Linked DNA regions of Mus musculus: region 1 is linked to region 2. A link is a contact called in public Hi-C data. All regions are on one chromosome and are shown on one strand. Each heading gives the region's core, a stretch centred on a gene start, on an enhancer-like site or on the middle of the called end of the contact. The rest is flanking DNA. Distances are from core to core; before and after follow the strand shown.

What was found. Hi-C and Micro-C count contacts between places; a contact is called where the count stands out from the background.
Region 1: a contact with region 2 is called in a Hi-C map of cerebellum, with 1.7 times the contacts expected there. The contact joins two enhancer-like sites. A contact is called at or near these places in 2 of 39 promoter capture datasets (cranial neural crest and hippocampal neurons), 1 of 15 datasets of contacts at CTCF or cohesin (pro-B cells) and 5 of 484 Hi-C or Micro-C datasets (cerebellum, cerebral cortex, cortical neurons and 2 more).

Annotation. Positions count from the first base shown.
Region 1 is chr15:4,494,584-4,500,906 of GRCm38.p6, forward strand. The region is part of intron 1 of Plcxd3 (phosphatidylinositol-specific phospholipase C, X domain containing 3); the gene reads left to right. Among named protein-coding and RNA genes, the nearest start is that of Plcxd3, 120 kb to the left of the region's middle. Within about 2 kb of position 3,643, at least 7 of the 459 cell types and tissues checked have an H3K27ac peak or open chromatin away from gene starts, as enhancers often do. A contact at or near this core is called in cerebellum, where this site is marked.
Region 2 is chr15:4,063,179-4,069,945 of GRCm38.p6, forward strand. All of the region lies in intron 7 of Oxct1 (3-oxoacid CoA transferase 1), which reads left to right. Among named protein-coding and RNA genes, the nearest start is that of BC037032, 39 kb to the left of the region's middle. Within about 2 kb of position 4,198, at least 7 of the 459 cell types and tissues checked have an H3K27ac peak or open chromatin away from gene starts, as enhancers often do. A contact at or near this core is called in cerebellum, where this site is marked.

The DNA.
Region 1 (6,323 bases), core at 2,393-4,892, 430 kb after region 2:
TGTATGAGCTAAGATATTTGTGGATATGAGATACTGAACAGATCTGGAAAGCATGGGGCACTTAATGGATAGCTATATTCTTCTATTTCATCTCAGAAAACCCCATCATTAAACTTGACACAGCTGGAGTTATCACAGAGAAAGGAGCTTCAGTTGAGGAAATGCCTCCATGAGATCCAGCTGTAAGGCATTTTCTCAATTAGTGATCAAGGGGGAAAGGCCCCTTGTGGGTGGGACCATCTCTGGGCTGGTAGCCTTGGTTCTATAAGAGAACAGGCTGAGCAAGCCATGGGAAGCAAGCCAGTATGTAACATCCCTCCATGGCCTCTGCATCAGCTCCTGCTTCCTGACCTTTATGAGTTCCAGTCCTGTCTTCCTTGGTGATAAACAGCAGTATGGAATTGTAAGCTGAATAAACCCTTTCCTCCCCCCCCAAAAAAAAAGAAAACCCCATCATTTGAAAGGCAGTTTTCCTCAAAATAGTTACTTCTTTCTACCTACCGACTCTACAAAACACCCCAAATTTCATCTACACAGAATGAAAAATAAGTCATTAGGTAACAAAATAAAGCATCAATTAGTATCTGTATTTCCCATTGATAACTCTTTATTGACAGTTCCATAGGCATGATCTTTCTTTGGCCTCCTACTTCCCAGTACATACAAAATGACTTTGGTGACAATGCCACCCTTTGTGTATAATTGGTCACAACGTGGTCATGAATCCTAAGGAACGGGTTATATGTTTCCAAAACGTGATAAGCAATTCAGAGTCCCTAGTAGGATGGCAGATGATTTGGACAGTTCATGAGTAGACTCAGTTATGAGCTAGGATATAGTGTGGAATGCAGTGTGCTGATATGAAGAGATAAATCAGAAGCCAAGTATCACTTTTACTTTAGCAACACTTAATCTAGTTTAATTAATAGAGAACTTACAATGAGATCTGATCTGATATTATTCAGCTTTATATTTAGCTCAGTACCTATTGTGCTGCTGGAAACTCATTCAGTATTGAGTAATGTCTGCCCCCTCCAATTCATGTGAGTCTTACCTGTTTCCACTTGGTTTTATTTCTGATTTCTAAGTATTTAAAAGACTTTACAGGTTCATTCTACTGATTTTCTTTCTGCTATTATATAAGGCTGATTTCACCACAATTTCTTAGATTTCTCAACCCAAGAAATTCTGGTGGCTTCTGTATGATACCCATGGTATTTTGTCCAGGGGAGAAGTAGCTTTGGAATTTTATGTTTCAAATCACAAACAAAATAAAAACACAAAATTTGTCCTATTTTCCTCAATGTGACTATGTTTGTATATAAGAGAGTTTTAAATTAAAATACAAAGATTTTCTTTCAAATAACAAATATAATTAAGATATCCTAGGATCATATGCTGTGCAGATTGTATTAAATTCTAGAACACAACACTGCTAATTTTGATAAACTGTTTTGAAAGGAATAGATATTCCTCACCTTGAAAAGTTTTCTCTCCACTAATAAAGTTACATTTTGTGGGGTTATCTTGATTTCAAATGCTTTAATATGCCATGTGAATTATCAGAACAAATACATAGATAATTATATTAGTGAGTAAAATAATTTCCAATGAACCTTTTCTTTATGTATGACTCTCAGAAATCATGCCTAGTATATTAATCCAATCCTAAGCATAGACAATACTAACTTCCACTGCTAACAATCTTCTTTGGCATTATTGATCACTTGTGATGGTTTGACTGAGAACGTCTCCTTAAGCTCGATGTTTGAATACTTTGTCCCCAGTTGGTGGTGCTGTTTTAAAAGTTTGAGTGATGAGGCCTTCTTGAAAGAGTCTATCACTGGGGGCAGATTTTGAGAGTTTAAAGACTTGGCAGTCATCTTTGATACATATGCAGCTAGAGTCAAGAGCTCCGGGATACTGGTTAGTTCATAATGTTGTTCCACCTATAGGGTTTCAGATCCCTTTAGCTCCTTGGGTACTTTCTCTAGCTCCTCCATTGGGAGCCCTGTGATCCATCCAATAGCTGACTGTGAGCATCCACTTCTGTGTTTGCTAGGCCCTGGCGTAGTCTCACAAGAGACAGCTACATCTGGGTCCTTTTGATAAAATCTTGCTAGTGTATGCAATGGTGTCCGCATTTGGAAGCTGATTATGGGGTGGATCCCTGGATATGGCAGTCTCTACATGGTCCATCCTTTCGTCTCAGCTCCAAACTTTGTCTCTGTAACTCCTTCCATGGGTGTTTTGTTCCCAATTCTAAGGAGGGGCATAGTGTCCACACTTCAGTCTTCATTCTTTTTGAGTTTCATGTGTTTTACTGGAAAGAGAGGCCCATTGGACATGCAAACTGTATATGCCTCAGTACAGGGGAACGCCAGGGCCAAAAAAAATAGGAATGAGTGGGTAGGGAAGTGGGGGGGAGGGCATGGGGGACTTTTGGGATAGCATTGGAAATGTAATTGAGGAAAATATGTAATAAAAAAATAAATTAAAAAATAAATAAAGACTTGGCAGTGTTTCCAAATCACTCTCTCTCTCTGCGTATTGCTTGTGTTTTAAGATGTAAATTTTTGGCTTGGCTCCAGTTTGTGTGCCTCTACTCTGCCCTCATGAATGCAACCATTTGAACCTGTCAACCCAAATCAACTTTCCTCTATAAGATGATTTGGTCATGCATTCATCACAGCAGTAGAAAAGTCATTGATGGATCTTTCATCTCATTTTCCTTGGAAAAGCCTCGTCCTCACAGGTCTGTGCTACAGCTTGTCAGCTTTGTGACAGCAGGACTTGTCAGGGCAAAGCTTGACACACTTGTTTGCAACAATTATCTACTAATCAAAGAGTAGTCAAAACGAAGATGTTGTTCTATTCCAGGAGTTTATTTTCCTCCTTTGGAAATTCTCCCATCATTTCTTGGAGGAATGGTTACACGACCACTAATGATTCTTCAGCCACTGATTCGTGCTAGGTTGAGTGGAACAGAATTCTAGGGAATTCTTTTCCATGCTCTGATCAAATAGAATATCATTGCCCTCTCTTGATATAAGCCAGGTATTGCCATCTGTATCCAGTTTCTAGTCCTTAAGGTAAGAAATAGAAATCTGATTCAGAAACGGTGCAGTGTCTCCTTTGAAGTCAGAGATCTTCAAACTACAGTGAAGAAACTTTGTAATACCAGCTTCAACAGTGGAATCCAAAAGAATCATGTTCCTGGCAAACATTGATATTCCCTCCTGGAACTTATACTCCAGAATGGATAAAACAGTAGTTTCACATACAGAAGGTATACTTTTTAAAAAAAAAATTAATTTAATCTCTCGTACATTACATCCTGACCATAGTTTTCCTTTCCTCCTCTCCACCCCCTAACTCCTCTCTCCATGCACCCTTTCAGAGCTTCATTGCACACCTGACTAAACAGGTATCTTATTCATTGGGAAAAGGTAGTCAGGACTCTTTCAACCATTGTATCACTTCCCATAGAAAGATGCTTCACAAAGCTACCTCCCAAGTTCTTAAAACTAGCCCTTTTCTTTTAAACCAGACCAAATCTGTCTTTGGCTATGGTCCTACACTTCCCAGCGTCCAGCATACCATATGCTGAGTGTGTCACTGTTTAGCAAGAGGATGCAGACTGGGTCTGGGTGTTTGGAACATTTTACTCACTTGGCCCCGGAAACGGCACTGGCCTCCATCTGCTCCCTAGTACAGCTTTTGGATCTGATTCTAATTCTGCATGGAGGAGGTGGTCTGAGATCCATCCTCACTGGGCTATGCATCAATGGTAGAAGACCAAACTTTTATTATTATTGAGAAGTTTTTATTCAGTTAAGGTTAACTCATCAGGTATATGGGTTTTTTTTTTCTTTGTTTGTTGGTTGGTTTTGTTTTTTGTTTGTTTGTTTGTTTCTTTGTTTTAAGAAATAGAGGGTTTATGTTTGGATTTAAAGTGATTGTTGAGTTAGAAAAATTTGATTCCAGGACAATCTCTTCTAGTTACCTGCTCTATACCTGTCTTATCTTCACTTCTCTACTGTTATCATTAAAGTGTAGAATTTTTAAGAGGTTTTTATTGTTCTCAGGTCTGTCAATGAGTTTTTAACAATGAAGGGTCCCCAAATGAATACATTAAAGAGAGGTTGGGGTATTCATTCTTTCTGACCCTGCCTCTCTTTAACATTTGAGTCTCTTTACTGAGACTGTTTACTGAGCCTCATGATACCTATATTGTAATGTATTCCTTCCAACTTCTGGAGGTATTCCTTACTTGTTTTTAATGCCTTGCAACTGGGGAGTGGTTTACCATTTCAACTATATGTAGCTTAGTGGTACCCCACAATCTGGTTTCCTATACTTCCCACACATGATTGGGTTATAAATATCCTTGTTTCAGACTGGGTTGGATAGTCTGGTTTTTGCTGACACTTTGACTAGCCACCTCATAAGACTGGTTACCTAAAATTTGAGAAGTGAGATTCCAAGCAGATAACATGCCTCCTGGTTATAAATTTATGTGACAATGGCTAAAAATGAATTTTCCTTTGGGGATGTTGAAAATCATTGAATAAGTAATTTGTATGACCATGAATTGGAAAATAGAACTGAGTATCTAATTGATTAATATGTGTGATGAAGTGCTCTATGAATTCAGAATTGACCAAGATCCATGTGAATGGAATGGTCAAGGATACTCATGTATAAGCTAATAAGTACCACCAACCACAAAGAATCATTTGTGAATTGTCTACCCTGAACTTATAATGGATATTATATTAAAAAGTCACCAAAGCACACGACCTATGGTTGTGTTCTAAGGAGTTGTCATGGTATTGTTCAATGTCAGAAAAGGTCTTCTGGAAATAAATTACTCATGGACTCAGCATGTATAGAACTAAACACATCTCTCAGTAAATAAAAAACTTCTAGGATTTCTCGAATTGCAATATCCGTTTTGAAAAGTCATAGAAAAATTCACAGGTTTTAGGACTTCCATTTTAGTCATAAGCATCAGCTCTCTCCAATTTATTAGTTTTAAATTTGAAAAAATATATACCAGAAAACATTTACAACAATGTAAGAATCATATAACTGTACTCATAATCACCATCAGATTAAGAAATAAACTATACCAAAGGCAATGCAAATTTATACCACATCACATCCTTCCTGAGTCAGAGAATTTACTTTTTTTTTCCCACTCTCTTCCCAGCCCATGTGAATGCAAAGCTATGACCAAAATAGAAAGACAGCTTTTAAACCTCCCTTTACAATGGACAAACCTCACTGTCACTGAGCTGTAATGAAGCATGAGGCTATTGTCTGCACCTCAGAGGGTTGTGACTCCATGTCTGTGCTGCACTACCCGCAAGGCCTTGCTCCTCTGAGCCTATAAAAACACATAGCCCATTGTTCTTAAATCAATACGTGTCCTCTGGACAGTCAACTTCAAGAACAGCTTACCCTAGTAAATTCTGGATTTGGTTTTACCAAGCCAAACAGGAGACTTTTTTATTTCTTGAGTATCCCAGCTGTGTACTTTTAAAATAAATACTTTAAAGTGTTTTCATGCATTTCCCTCGAAGCAAGAGCTTTGAGAAAATAAACATGACTTTTCGTGTTGTAAAGTACAAATATTCAATACTCTTCAGCCTATTTGGGAATTGAAAATTACACCAGGAGTTTGAAAGCCTCTTCAAACATAATCATGATGATCATTGCCTGGATTAATTATGGAAATGGGAAAAATTTGGAGCAAGAAACTGATCCAGTTAGCTTAAAACTCCAACAGCTCCAAGACATTGATTGACTATTAGAAATGAAGAACAGACAAGTCTAGTGATTGACTTCTACCAGAAAAAGGGAGTGGAAGAGTGAGACAAGAGTGGCCACACCTGAGATGGCTCAGTGGGGGAAAGGTGCTTCCTGCCAAGACTGCAAATCTGAGTTAAAGCCCCAGGACCCACCTGGGACAAGGAGAAAACAGACTAGCAAATTATCATTTGACTCCACATGAGCACAAGACTGAATGAGTGAATCATGATTGAATGAATGTTGAAAGAAAGAAAAAAAGTTCCCTAAGAAGAATATCTGATGAGATGTATCCATGACAATCAGAGCTCTCAAAAGTCCGTTCCCAGGCACAGACAGTATCAATCTCTTTGGTGTTGGGAACTCTGAGGTATGTCCTTGAGTGACTAGACATAGTGGCTAAGAACCAATAATGAAGACAAATAAATTCTTTAAGATAAATGTGAGGTTAGGCCAGGCGGTGGTGGCACATGCCTTTAATCCCAGCACTTGGGAGGCAGAGGCAGGAG
Region 2 (6,767 bases), core at 2,948-5,447:
ACATTGGAGGTCACTCTAGTACTGCGAATAGTATCTTACACAGTGGGAAGTATCGTTGTGGTAGATCCTGTATTTCAGATAGCAGAGACAAAGATAATTGTCTTAACTCTGTTCATAGCCCAAATAATATTTGGACATTTGATCTCCCTGACTTTATCTACCAAGTGTTTGAATTCTGTAAGTCATGCACCAACATTATATAACAGTTTATTTATGATAAATGTTTTACACCAAGAAATAAGCCAGCATGTTTATGTAAAGGAGAAAATCAAATCACCTTTGGTATGAATTATTATTTTTACCTTGTAGAGATGACAGTCTTACATTTAGAGATATGTTTTCTCTTTCTGATGCATCCTATACAGCCAGCCTTATGACACATAAAAGCAAAGAAGTGAACGGCAATGTGTGAATGTCATCACACGTATCTTTCTGATAGGCAGCAACCATTTGAGTGCTTCCCCATGAAGCTGCAGCCTACCCCGTTTTGGTTGAGTATGTCTGGCCCTGTGAAGGAACTGGGTGATTATTTAAGAGAGACAGTAGAAGTGGGCACACATGCTGGCACACAAGCCAGAGAGATGTTTCTTGTTTTAGCCCCAGACTGTTATTTTGGACCTCTCTTTCTCTGAGTGGGAAAAGTCGTCCCTGATGAATTTCACAAGCTGATGAGTAAAACCAGCCCAGAGTGACTCCTGGATGTTGTGCTGCACATGAACAACGAGGAGGAGCCATGGCTGTGTGGTCTCCTGGGCTGGCTCCTTGAGGTCTGTTTGGGTCCATCTCAGGAGCCATGGCTGTGTGGTCTCCTGGGCTGGCTCATTGAGGTCTGTTTGGGTCCATCTCAGGAGAACTCTTGTCAACCCCCCAACTCCCCATGACACCCTGTCCCAGCTGCCTGTGTGCATAACACGCGCAACCCTGTCCTTTTCTCTGTTTATTTTTCCTTCTTTTCCTTTTTTTCATGCTTAATATAGAACACCTAGAGGAGGGCAGAGAGTGCTTCACTCAGGGGACGGCTGATAACACAGCCTGGAGTGCACTGTACATGCTTGTCAGAAAAGGTCATCTGACTCAACCATAGAAGGCTACCAGTGCCGCCTGTGACCGAAATAACCTGTTTTATTAGTTTTTAAAAATTGTGTGTGTGTGTGCATGGCATCAGCCTGTGCTGTGTGTGTGCATCAGGGCCGTCAGCGTATATTTAAGTTGGTGCTATAAAACAAAGATTTACACAACACCTTTTCAACTATCTATCTTTGTTACTTTTCATATTCGTTTTCACAAGCTAAACTCATTTCTGTTTCATATTCTTCCTATTTACGTATATTTATATAATTGCCTATCAAAATAATTGTTTTGCATCACAAGATAATAGCCACATACAAATATGTACACACCACCTGCTTGGCTTACAAAGATTGAAGACCTAGGAATTGTCTATCGAAGATAAGAGCCTGCCTTCTTCCCAGAGGCAACCACCATGAGGATAATTATATGTTTTCAGTCTCCCTCTTTTGAAAATTCTGTGTCATAAGGAGGTTTAAAAATGTGTTTTCCAAAATGATATCCTAAGGATTCTTTTTGTCATATCTGTACGAGCGAAGCTTTGAAAACTGTGAGTTCGTGTTCTATGCCAATGACGGGCAAACCCCATCTCTTTAGGAGGGTGACTTGAGGAAAAGATTAGGGGACATCTGCCATCCTCCAAGCTGACACATGCTGTGTCTGGGTAGAGAGTACGGAAAGGTGCAGACTGAGATGCAAATGATGTTGCAATACTATGTTTAAGATGTATGTTTTCAAGAAGGACTGTGAACATGCATGGCTGTGAGCAGAGACAGCAGTGCCCCCTCCTCAGCCCAACACTCTATGCACTTGGGTGTCCATCATCCTTCCTGCTCCATCCTCATCTCCATCTCTCCCTCACTTGTCTTATCTTGAGACAAGTGCTAGATAATGTCTCAGTGATGTTTAAGACAAATTCACTCATGCTGTGACATTCCAGCATGCCTGGCACGTCTCTGGGTGCTGCAAATTCACCATGAACATGAAGGAGAGAGAGCTCTCTACCCTCAGGGAACTTTTATTCGCAGACTAAATAAGTGAAACAGAGAGCATGTAACGATGTTGTTAAACATCGATGGAAAAATGTCTAGGAAATGTCAAGGAAAGAAACAGTTCATAAACGATGTGTTCAGTGAAAAGCCACATTGTGATGACTTTTTTTGTCTTAGTTTTGTTTGTTTGGTTGGTTTTGTTTAGTTTTGGTTTTTCAAGATGAGGTTTCTCTGTGTAACAGCCCATGGCTGTCCTGGAACTAGCTTTGTAGACTAGGCTGGCTTTGAACTTACATTGATCCACCTGCTTCTTCTCCCAAGTTCAGGAATTAAAGGCATGTGCCATCATGCCCAGCTAGAATCTTCAGTATTTTTAACCTTTATTTTTATTTTATGTGTATGGCTATTTTCCATTCATGTATCACATGCATTCTGTGCCTAAAAAAACCAACAACAACAAAAAACCAGATAAGTGCTTTGGATCCACACGAGCTAGAGCTAGAGATGGTTGTGAGCCACTATGTGGGTGTTGGGGAATTGAACCCAGGTACCTTAGGAGAACAGCATCCTTAACTGCTAAGGCATCTCTCTAACCCATTTATAGGGTTTTGAAAAATAATTTTTATTGAGAATTTCATAAATGCATATTATGTGTTTTGATCATAAGTATGCTCCAATTGTCTTCTCTTCTGGGCAGGGTGGTAGGCTACAGTCTTACATGAGCAACTTTCTTGATAGGGTAATGATGATATCTTCTTCAGAGCTAGGTAAAATTTCTATTTTTAGGACATTTTATAATAGTTCCCATGAACTCTTAAGGCTTTCTTAGGGTTTGGGTGTGATTTGACCCACCTAGGCTCATGGTCTGAAAGGCCTGAAGGAGCTGAAGGGGTTTGCAACCCCATAGGAGGAACAACAATATGAACCAATCAGAGCTCCCAGAGACTTAACCACCAAATAAGGAGTACACATGGAGGGACCCATGGCTCCAGCTGCAAATGTAGCAGAGGATGGCCTTGTTGGGCATCAATGGGAGGGGAGGCCTTTGATCCTGTGAAGGCCCCAGTGTAGGGAAATGTGAGGGCAGTGAGGTGGGAGGGGCACACTCTCATAGAAGCAGGAAGAGGGGGGATAGGATAGGGGCTTTTGGGGGGAAATCGGGAAAGAGGACATTTGAAATGCAAATAAATAAAATATCCAATTAAAAAAATTCAAAAAAGAAAAAAACAAAAAGAACGATTAACACTAGTCTTCTGGAATGAGTTTGTCTCCATGTTGTACTGCAGTCAAGGGAACCCTCACCAGAGGCAGTACTGATGAGTTACCTAGTCTTGACTTCTTGTCTCTAAGCCTACATACTGAACACCTTGTTTTTGTCTATTACGTACACTGTCTCAGTTACTTATTTTTTGTCTCCCTTCCCGGTTTCCCCTCTTCAAATTCCTATCCCATGCCCCCTCCTCCTGCTTCTATGACAGTGTGCCCCCTTCCACCCACTGACCTACCCCTGTCTCCCTGCCCTGGCATTCCCCTACACTGGGGCATCCATTGAGCTTTCACAGGACCAAGCTCTTCCCCTCCCATTGATGCCAGATACAGTCATTCTTTGCTACATATGCAGTTGTAGCCATGGGTCCCTCCATGTGTACTCTTTGGTTGGTGGCTTAGTCCCTGGGAACTCTGGGGTTACTGGTTGGTTCATATTGTTGTTCCTCTTATGGGGCTGGAAACCCCTTCAGCTGCTTCAGTCCTTTTTCCTAACTTCTTTTGTGCTTGGTCCAATGGTTGGCTTTGAGCATCTGTATCTGATTTGTCAGGCACTGGGCGAGCCTCTCAGGAGACAGCTTTATCAGGCTCTCGTCAGCAAGCATTTATTGGCATCCACAATAGTGTCTGGGTTTGGTGTCTGTATGTGGGATGGATCCCTAGGTGGGGCAGTCTCTGGATGGCCTTTCCTTCAGTCTCTGCTCCACCCTTTGTCCCTGCATTTTCCATAGACAGGTTACTTTGTTATAGTAACAGACAACAGAATAATGTGGAAGTCTGACAGTGAGGCTCAGATGAGGAGAGAGTGATTGTGAGACTGGAACATTTTACGTTTTGTGACTCCCTGCTCTGTTTAAGGACCTTGGCATTAGTAAAGCCTCATGAATTATCTTAGCACAGAAGTGACCAGAGTGGCTATTGTTTCCCCTCTATGACAGAATGTGGGAGCACAGTGGCTTTTAGCCAGGTGGCTTAATTACTTCAGTGGATCCTGTGGATTTGTCATCATCTTCATGAAGCAGAGCAATTAGTGTGTCAACGTTGGAGACTGACCTTGCTCCTGCTGCTTTAGAGAAAATGAAAGCATCTCGGGAGCAGACGTGGTTCCTCTCCTCTCAAATGGCTTTTTATTTGGTTAATTTTTGTGTTTTATTTAATGCATATGGGTGTTTTGCCTTCACATAGATCTAGCTGCACACCATTGGTGTGCTCAGCACCCTCAGAGGCCAAAGAGGGCCTCTGAGCTCTTGGAACTGGAGTTACAGAAGGCTATCAGCTGGTATGTGGGTGCTGGGCTCTGAACCCATGTCCTCGGGAAGAACAGCCTGTGTTCCTGACTGCAGAGCCATCTCTCCATCCAAATGTCTTTTATTTTAAATCTTGAGTTTATTAAGGACTTGACACAAAGTTGCAACAGCAGTGGGATCCAGGCTGTCTCCAATGGACCATGAAGGACAAACATGGTGTAAACAGAGTGACAACAAGAATTAACACTTCTGTCCCTGCGGGACACATGCTTTTAACCATATTGAGGAATTATTCTTGAAAGCTCCAGTTTCAAATATTCATACTACACACAGGTAACAATTGCTCACACCTGTGCAGAAGTCATTCACACAAACATCCCTGATTGGCATGTGGAGACACAGTGTTTATGAGAACTTGGCCAGAATGTCAAACTTGACATTCTGTGTGTGAATGGCCTTCCGTGCACTTTAGTATTAACCCCACAGATCGCTCTGTTTCCGTTAGCCCATGAGAAGAACGAGACCACAAAAGAAACAGTTTACACTGCCAGACATGGTGGTACAGACCTATGATCCCAGCACTCAGGGGTGTTGGTGGTGGGAGGATTGCATGTTTGAGGCTAGCCTGGACCACACAGTGAGTCCAGTGCCAGCCTGGACAACATAGTAAGACCCTGTTTCACAAAACAGGAGTGGAAAAAAGAGGAGAAATTAAACAGTATAATCTGATCCTCTTGAATCCACCTCCGAAACCCCCTTTTTTGAGCAGTTGTGTGGAACCCAGAGAGCTGTTTGCTTTAACAAGGAAGGACTGTGTGACTGGTGACCCTTCCCTCTGATGCAGTATGCTGTTGACAGCCTTGCTTCTTGTAGCAGAGACTGAGAGGGATGGAGATCATACCCATGTGTTGCTTTGCTTTTAGACCCATTAACTTGTATCAACTTGCACTTGTTTTCTTCATAAGTTTTCAGTTATTTATGCTTCTTCACTTTTATTTTCCTTTGCTCATCCTCTCTAAAAGAAATATCTATAAATATAAGTGCTGTGTTTCAAATGTGTCCAGGTGTAGAACGTTTTGACAGAAAGCCTGCTAATAGCCTAACATAGCTCCACTAAATGAGCTGTTTGTTTTAGGTTATTGAAGTATTTAGAGACTGCTCATTTCCTTGAATTTTCATGATTGGTCAGCTTGGTTTAAAAGAATTTTGGATTCTAATGGAGATGTATTTAATGAAGACATATTGTGTTTATCTGCTTGGTGAAATAATCTCAATAATAAAATTGCTATAATATTAATAAATATAAAATATAGACTTGCTGAATGCCTGCTATCTACATCTTTTTTTTTTTTTTGTGGTTAGTGACTATTGTAGGTTACTAAATATAAGTCTTAGCCTGATGACCATTAGCACGGAGAATGGCAGAATAGAAACAAGGTTCATTGATGATAAAGATATATAAAACAAAGTACTAATCTTGACACTTTATTTCTTGTTGCTTGGCAACAATGTAGCAACTTTTGTGAGAGAGTTCTATTATCTCCTGCACAATGGACTTGGTTGCATTGTGAGGTAGAAACACCCATTACAGCAAGTGATTTGTGCGCCATTATCCTCCGAAAAGTTTGGTTCAGTTTCTTATTGTTAGCTCAGAGATCCTGGAAGACAAAGTCATTATAATAATATATCATTTTTTTGATGGATTGGTGAATTTATTCTAGCTATTTCCAGCTTTTCACTTTGTAACTATTTATAATTTTCTACGCTTTACAAATTCCTCTTTTATAAATTCCTCTTTTAGCGACTTGAACATCTAAAGGTAGGTATTTAAATGTTATTAGGATAAATATGATGGCTCATTGGTGGTTAACAGGCTTTGCCCGTGTGTAGGAGAGCAGAGCTCCTTATCTCATGAACAGTGACCTTTACCTTTGTTGGGTGTATAGTGTTCCTATTTTAGTAACTACTTCAGTAAATCAGAAGAACAAAGCTTGTCGAGCTGTGATTTGTTTTAAAAGAATGGCTGAATCTTATTGTATTTAGCTACGTGTTTCTCTGTACTATTTTCTATATGGTGTAATTATTTTGACTTAAAACAAAACTTATATAACCGGTGGCCTATTTTTGTACTACCTCAGAGCTAAAGATGCTCCTTTCATTTTAGAGGGTTATTTGAGAAAGAGGAGGAGGACTA